2 separate regions of the Neogale vison genome follow, and region 2 is linked to region 1. Evidence: chromatin contacts called from public Hi-C data. All regions are on one chromosome and are shown on one strand. Each heading gives the region's core, a stretch centred on a gene start, on an enhancer-like site or on the middle of the called end of the contact. The rest is flanking DNA. Distances are from core to core; before and after follow the strand shown. Region 1 overlaps MIGA1 (mitoguardin 1). Region 2 holds the start of NEXN (nexilin).

The links. Hi-C and Micro-C count contacts between places; a contact is called where the count stands out from the background.
Region 2: a Hi-C map of muscle shows a contact between it and region 1, with 7 times the contacts expected there. The contact joins the promoter of NEXN here to the enhancer-like site in region 1. A contact is called at or near these places in 2 of 3 Hi-C or Micro-C datasets (fibroblasts and muscle).

What each region holds. Positions count from the first base shown.
Region 1 is chr2:65,506,595-65,510,830 of ASM_NN_V1, forward strand. All of the region lies in intron 7 of MIGA1 (mitoguardin 1), which reads left to right. Among named protein-coding and RNA genes, the nearest start is that of NEXN, 49 kb to the right of the region's middle. Within about 2 kb of position 2,272, the one cell type or tissue checked has open chromatin away from gene starts, as enhancers often do. A contact at or near this core is called in fibroblasts, where this site is marked.
Region 2 is chr2:65,555,120-65,559,346 of ASM_NN_V1, forward strand. NEXN (nexilin) reads left to right here and starts at 2,785. Exons shown (of 13, transcript XM_044238525.1): 1 at 2,785-2,862.

The DNA of each region.
Region 1 (4,236 bases), core at 1,022-3,521:
ATGATTTCAGGGTTCTGGGATCGAGCCCCGCATCGGGCTCTCTGCTCAGCGGGGAGTCTGCCTACTCCTCTCTCTCTGCCTCTCTGACTGCCTCTCTGCCCACTTGTGATCTCTATCTGTCAAATAAATAAATAAAAAATCTTAAAAAAAATTATATAGTAGAGTGGAGTAATTATATAGTAGAGTAAAATACTTTTATTTATTTACTAAATAAAAGTAAAGTAAAGTAAGTACTTTAATAATGTGTTTAGAAAGTGCCATAAAAACACCAAAGAAAAGCATAGTTTATTAATCTGGGGGCTCGAGGAAGTCTTCATTGGTGTGACACTTGAAGAAAGATCATCCACTGGGAAGATAATTGGGAAAAGGGCATTTCAAGCAGACCAAACACCATGAATTAATAACCCTGTTAGGTCTTGGGAACGCAGTGTATGTAGGAGAGAGGTGGGAAGCGAGTCAAGAAAAGTGGGCAAGAGAGAAATCGTGAAGGTCCTTGTTTTGTACCTTTAGGCAAAAGGGAACCACTGAGAATTCTAAGTCATAATCACATTTATGTGTTTGCAGGAGACTATGGAAGTGTTGACTAGTTAAGTTAAAAGATTTTGTCCATCTTTCTGCTCTTTTATGCAGAGGATTTCATTGAGAAAGTGACACATTCTATAGGGAAATATTAGAGGTTTTTCCACACTAGTACTGACTGCACAAATTCTCTGGCAGAGAATAGAAAAACTTTAAAGTGGAACCTCCTGACCACCAGAGAGATGTTATTCTTCTCTTTTGATAAGCAGCCAGATAGAACATTTAGCAATATTGAAAGAGCTTGGAAACAAGAGGAAATACCTCAGCCTATGATCTTTAGTCAAATGTCAGACAACCCAGAGTTGACTCTCTAAGACTTTGTCCTGTTCCTTTCCTGCAGGATCATTGTGTTGGAGGATAAACTCCCTGAGGGTTTATTTTTAGGGGGTGACATGAATTACAGGCTTCATTTGTATACTCAGCCTTCTAAATATACAGAGTACAAATTGCAGAACATACAAAAAATTTGGATTAGTAATTTCCTCCTATGTTTTAAGGCTCATAATCTTAATTTCGAAGTGGTTAGTAATACTACAGACTGGTGTTATATATGTGAGTTAAAGTAGGTTCAGAGCTGAAGCAGTGTAGTGAAAATCACTGGGGTGCCAGAGACAAGAGAAATTCCTGCTACTTGCCTTTGCCTCTTTTTACTCAAGTTACATCTTAGCAGCTTGGATTTCTAAGTCCAGGACTTCACTAACACAAGACCTTTGGATGATTAGGAAAAGGCCTATGTAGTCACTTGGAAAGGGTTCTTTCATGATAAGAAAAAGGTTCACTTTCCTCCTAGAAGATGCAGGCCCAGAATGTGGGCTGGATTTCTGCCCTGACTTGTCTCATTGGCCAGTGGCCTTTGTGTAGTGTACAGAATGACCAGCTCTTGCTAGTGACCCTAGTAAAGTCTCTATAACTAAAGCCATAACCTTAATTACTTTTGTTCCACTTTAGGTTATCTAGTCCTTTCTTCTACTAGCTGTTATTCCGTTTTCTTTCCTTCTATTACTCATTTTGCATTGGCAGCTGTATTTCTCTGTTAGGAATGACAGTTGTTACATTGGGCAGTCATGGCATATAAGAAGTTTTGATAGAGAACGCCAAAGACAACTGTTATGGAAAACAGTAGTGTCAAGCTGTTTTGTACATTTATTATTTCACATGGTCAAAGCTATAAGTCATAACACATCAAGAGCTGATCAGTTTTTTCTTTTGTTTCAGTGGATTTCATTGTTACTCTTTTCAGTATTAAGGTACATTGAGGTAAATTTAGGAAAATATCTCCTGGCTCTTCGTTGTTTTACTTCCTAAAATTATATTGGTTTAAATTTTTTGTATTCAACTCCCCCCCCCAAAATTATCCTATAACATTTTAAAACAAATCAAAATAAAAAGCTGTTCGCAGTTTAGATGGGGCAGGTAGTTGTAGTCGTAGAAGATGGACAAAGAGCAGCAGTAGTTTTCAGATTTCTTAATTATTTTAGCAGATTACAGCAGACTGTTTGGAAAATAGCTTCTCTTGTCGGCAGCAGGAACTTTTCCACTTTTAATAAAACCATAGAAAGACAAGGTTCCAAATCATTTAAGCCACTAAAAATCATCTGGAGAATAGCTGCTGACATAGAAGTCAGATGACATTGAGACATTTGGCAGCCTTCCTCTTCTTGCTGGTGTTATAAAATCCACAGTGGACAGCCTGGATTTTAAAAGAAGAGTGGCATCTTTGGAATCTCCACTAGAATCTACTGAGGTTAAAATAGACCTGATGGCTTCTTAAGTGACAGAAAATAGAATGTGCCTGGGATGGCAAAAGTGAGACAAGCAGAAAAACCATTTGGATTGGTATAAAGAAGTAGATTTAGGCCTGAAATTGTAAATTCCAAGGTTGAAGTGTCTTCTCGCTTATTCTTTGATTTCTTTCTTTCTTTTTTTTTTTTTAACTTTCAAGCAAATTCTGCTTTGAAAAAGACTTAAGTAATATGTGAATTATGAGATTGTGAAAGAAGGAAGAAGGCTTGAATCCAGTCAGATTTTTGGCCTAAAATGTATAACTGTTGAGTTAAAAGTAAACATTATACTTTTACTATCATTCCAAAGAAGAACATAGTTTATGTCTATGCATGAATGTTTTAAATGTTCTGGGTGATTGAGATAGGTAAAGCAATGTTTTTTGTTTTTTTAAAATTTTTATTTATTTTTATTTTTTTAAAAAGATTTTTAAAAATTTCTTTATTTGACAGACCACAAATAGGCAGAGAGGCAGGCAGAGAGAGAGAGAGAGACAGAGGGAGGAGGAGGCAGGCTCCCTGCTGAGCAGAGAGCCCAATGTGGGGCTCCATCCCAGGACCCTGGGATCATGACTGAGCTGAAGGCAGAGGCTTATTAACCCACTGAGCCTAAAACTTTTAAAAAGTTTTAGGTTTGGGGTACCTGGCCAGCTCAGTTTCTAGAGCGTGCTACTCTTAATCTCAGGGTCATGAGTTCAAACCCCACGCTGGGCATAGAGTTTACTAAAGAAAAAGAGAAAAGAACCTCTCTCTCTCTCATCAAAGTGGTAACTTAAAGTATTTTTATATTTAATCCCCCAATTATGTGGAAAGTATTTTAGTTACTTCTAAGGTTAAAGATTAGGCATTATGGGGCATAGTCACATATTTTGGGTTTACAAGAAAGTATCATAAGTTTAGTTAATTTATAGCTGAGTATTAGAAAAATAAGAGTTTTAACAGGGCTCTGAAAATAAGTAAAAGTAATGTAATAGGCAAAATGATTCAGAGGAGATACAGAAGAGGCTTTTAAAAATAGGGATTTTCCTGTCTTAGGAATGGTCACTTTATATACCAAGTTTTATTTCGTTTATTTCAGCAAATATTGAAGTATCAGTAATGTGTTCAGTGCTATTTTGAGAACTGTAGGAACCATCAGGAAAAAAAGAATGAAAGAAAAAGAAAAAAGATGAGGAGGTCTCTGAATAGTTGTTTCAGTCTAGCTGGACAGACAGGCTATATATTCAGGCAATTGTTAAATAAAAATTCAGATAGTGTAGGGGTGCCTGGGTGGCTTGGTTGGGGGTCATGAGATCAAGCCCTGCATTGGGTTCTGCACTGGCTGTGAAGCCTGCTTAAGATTTTCTCTCTCCTTCTGCCCACCCTCAACACCCTTTGCCATACTCCCACACTCTCCCTCTCTCTTAAAAAAAAAAAAAAAAAATTCAGGGCGCCTGGGTGGCTCAGTGGGTTAAGCCGCTGCCTTTGGCTCAGGTCATGATCTCAGGGTCCTGGGATCGAGTCCCGCATCGGGCTCTCTGCTCAGCAGGGAGCCTGCTTCTTTCTCTCTCTCTCTCTGCCTGCCTTTCCATCTACTTGTGATTTCTCTCTGTCAAATAAATAAATAAAATCTTTAAAAAAATTCAGATAGTTATTAAATTATACATACATATCTTTTATGTAATAATATGAATAGCTAAGCTAATACTTTTTGAATGAATGCTTACTTCACATGCATTAACTCATTTAATCCTTACACAACTCTATGAGGTATACTATATTCCCATTTTCCAAGTAAGGATACTGAAAAAATGGAGAATATAAACTTAGTCAAGGTTGTTACACAGCTAAGTAGCAGAGTCCAAATTTGAATCCAAGCAGTCTGGCTCCAGAAACC
Region 2 (4,227 bases), core at 1,535-4,034, 49 kb after region 1:
TATCGCTCTTCCTTTTGTAATGTTGATGTCATTTCAAGAGCATGCAACTGATCCGATCAAGTTGAAGAACAAACCCAAGTGACTCAGGGTAGGTATATGAGGAATGTTCATACACACTGGCGAATCTTGGATTTCCGATAGCCTTAAACTTAGCATGTCCCAAACTGAGCTCCTGACTATAGCTGCTCCACCTCCTCTGGCCAGTCTTTCTCATTCCAGGAAATGACAACTCCATTCTTCTACTCCTCGGGCCAAAAGCTTGGTCGTCACATCACATGTTCAATCTGTTGCCAAAATCTCCCAGTTCTACTTCTTAAAATGGACCAAGAAAAAGAAAGTGCCAAACACGTATCCTCGCAGGCATCACTGTGGTCCAAACTCCCATCACCTTCCAGCCCAGTTATTTTGGAAGCCTCCCAGATGGTCTCCCCGCTTTATTTAGTGTATTTGCAACACATCAACCAGAGTGAAATGTGTTAAAAATATGTCTGATCATGTCACTACTTTGTTCAAAATCACCATGGCCACCCACCTTAAAGGCCAAAGTCCTTCCAACGTTGGGCAAAAGGGTTCTCTACCAGCTGTCTCCTGCCCCACTCCGCGTCCTCTTTCCCCCTTGGCCTGCCCAGCTTCACCTGCACAAGCCTCCTTCCTCTTTCTAGAACATGTCAGGATCCTCCTTGGGGTTTCTATATCTCCTCCTGGACCCTTCTCCCCCAGTATTTCCAGATATTTACATAATTCATGTTCTCATGCATCTCCAGAGATTTACCTAGCTTACCGTCTCACTTTCCTCAGGACTGATTTATATGAGGCTGTCCCCAACCATGCCATCTACAAGAACAGTATCTCCCTGCCCCATTCCCAGCATTCCCTGCTTTCACTGCTCTGGATCTATCCTTCGAGCATATCACTAAGTACATAGTTTATTTGCTCACCGTCTGCCCTCTTCCACAAAATGTCTCGAATACAACGGCAGAGCTTTTTGTTTTGTTACTGCTGTATCCTCAGTATCTAGAACTGTGTATTTGTCCAATGAGTGAATGAATGAATGAATGAATAATGGATTGGTGAAAGAAGAATAGGCCTTGCATGCTGTGGGTAGCTATCAGTTTTGTAGGAAGACTGGATTAGTCTGTTCAATCTGGTGAATCCACTGAGTGGATGTCCCTTAAGAGAGCTACGCATTTCTTTTAAGTCATACAAATAAATGTATCCTTTGAAGTTGAAAAGTGTAGGGAGGAAAGGGGTAGAATGAGAGTTTATAATAGGGGACACTGGCACAGACTGGGAGTGAAAGGGAAACTTCTGAGAAAGCAACATTCAAGTAGACAGCGAAAGCTTATACTGAAGTTAGGAAGGTAGGGAGTGGGGGAAAGAGGATTTCATGTAGAGAGAACAGCTTGTGCAAAGGCCCTGAAGCTGGCAAGTTCCATGAACTAAAGAAGGTCAAGATGATGGTATTGAAGGGAGCAAGGGGGCAGGGTGAGCTAGGTCACCCAGGTCACATGTCTGTATTAGCTTAAGTTTAAATAGCTGTTTCAATTACCAATCTGGAGCTTTTCTCTAATGGAAGAATGAGTAGCTTACACCTTTTAAAAGAATTTCCAATCCAAGTAAATAGTGAATGTGGATGGGGTGGACAAGAGAAGTTACAACTGAGAGTAGAAGGCCTTCTCAATACCCTGAGAATATAACCTGAGAGCACCACTGTCCGCCCAGAACTTGAAGTTGGAAGTGGGTGTCCCTGGTGGATTTCTGTGGATGCTAGTTCAATTAAAAAATTTTTTTTTCTTTCATCGATATTTTATTATTTATTTTCTGCCTGCAGCGAAGAATTGAAGATCTCCCCAACCAGAAAAATTCTCCCTCTGGATAAGCATTTCAGGTTTTAATATGCGTTGTCAGATGGGTTTAATTGACAAGCTTGTGGTCCAGGTTGAAAAGGCCCAAGAGTGCTAATGTCCGCAGCTGTCTTTATGTAGGTTTAGAAGGACCGGAGACGATTTGCTTTCAACTAAGGAAACGTGGGAGATTGTATAAGTATTACTTGTTTTTAGGGTTTTGGGGGGTTGGTTGGTTTGTTTGTTTAACCTCCTCTTCCCCCTCCCCCGCCACTCCCCTCTATCACCCCTCTCCTTGGAGTTCAAGAGGAGAGCCAAGAAAAGGACAGCCACAGACAGACGAAATGGTCCCGGGACTGCTGCCCTATGGCCTCAGCAATAAAAGAAAAACTGGCCAAGGTCATGCTTTGGATGAAGATAAGGTAGTAAGTGGCTCAGCGTCTTGGTTAGAAACCAGGACGGGAAGAGTCGCTGAGAGAAGTGGGCCCCAGGGCCAACCGACTGTGGGTGTTGGGGAGCCAGCTCCAGCCCATCCATGAATCCCATTCCAGTATCACTCCCTTCTCACCGGGGAGGCGGCCTTCGGTCCCCGGCCCCCGCCAAGAGGTGGAGGCAGACCCCTTGTGAAAGGCTCCACGACCCAGAGTCGGGCGACTCGCAGGTTCTGGCGGAAAGTTGGCAGCCACCACCCCCTCTCCCGCCTCCCTCCCCAACACCCCACCCCTCTCCGGGCGCTACGGCGGAGGTGGGGGTGGGGGGAACTGGCCTAGTGTTCTGGAACAGCTGCAGCCGGCGCTGGGCCCGCCTGGAATGCGGGAACAGGCTGCGCACCAGGACTTTTATGGAAACTTGCTGGTGGAGCCGGCGGCGGCGGCGGCGGCAGCCAGAGGGCTCCCAGCGGCCGGAGCGGCAGCGGCGGCGGCCGGAGCGCCCAGACCCCCGCCCACACCCAAGCGCAGGACGCGCACAGCCTCTCGGCGCGCATCGAGGACCCCAGCTCGTCGCCGGCTCCTGGCGGGTGAGAGGAGTCGGGGAACGTGGGGCGGGGGCGGAGGCGGCGGACCGGGAGGGGTCGGGGCCGCCGCCGGGGCGGGGGCCGCGGGGAGACGCGCCCCCCTCCCGGCTCCCGGCCCGGCTGCGCCGCAGCACCCGAGCGCGCGGGGCTGCGGCCAGCTGGGGCGGCGCGCCCGGCCCGGCCCGTCCTGCAGACTCCGCGGAGTGGCGGCCCGGGTCTGCGCGTCTGACAGCGCGAACCGGCCTTTGGCTCCGGCGGCCGTTCCCTCGCCCGCCGCCCCTGCTTCGGGCCCCTCGCCCCGGGTCGCCCGAGTTGCGTTCGGGCGCTTGCTCCACTCCTGCAGGGAAGAGCCCCGCGCGAGCGGCGTGGGTGCAGTCCCTTCGCTCTGCCCTTGGGGTCCAAGCGGGTATAAAGTTCAGTGTCGTCCCCCACCCACCACGTGCCCCCGGCGCGGTCTCTATCCCGCGATGCCTGCTGTTTTTAAGAGAAATCTTTTCCTGGTCTGCCCCTGCGGAGGCTGGGGAGTAAAATGTGCTTTAACAGCCTACCATTTACCCCCCTCCCTCCAAAGTACGTTTTGGAGGCGATTTTGTCCGAGGTGGGATGTTGGGGTGCGCGGCTACAGTTGGAAGTTGGAGTGCATGACGTGGTCACCTCCTGAGACCTCCCTTGTCCCTCTGCGTTTTCCAAATGCGAAGCCATTCCAACTGTTGATAAACTGTGACACGCTCTACGGTGCTAAAAATGTATTGGCATTTGTACGGAAAATAACCAAGTCCAGAGGTTAGTTGATTGTCGCAGTGCCTTCCAGGGCTTCGTTTTATATTTATTTAAGGTCCATAAGGCGAACAAAGAGAGTTGGGGGGAGGGTGCGGTGGAGAGAGAGCGAGAACAAGGTAAAAAATAGCATAAGGAGATGTCCTAACAAAATGTCTGTCCTAGGGAAAGAGGCAGGTAGAAAAATGAAGTGAACCGTAAGAAAGAAAGAGTTCCACGAGCAAAGCAATGGCAGCATCATTCATCAGCTCAATTTTGTTAATGAATTCATGTAACGGGCCCATTGGCCTGCGAGTCACAACATAGCTATGTGTTGGGCAGTACCATTAAGTAAACCTGAGTATTTATACCATCTTAGTCACACGTCATTACGTGAACCTCATTATTTACCCCCTCCAGTCCTTGTACAACTTAAATAACTGCCATCAGAAAACTCAGACGACACAGAAGTCTCTGAAATTCTTTTGACTTTGAGGTGTGCAGAAGTGGAAAAATGCATCATCAAATTGAGCGACAGTTTTCTGGGGAGATGTGTTTAATATAAATGAAATTTGATTATTTAATATAATTAGTTCAGATTTATACTTATAG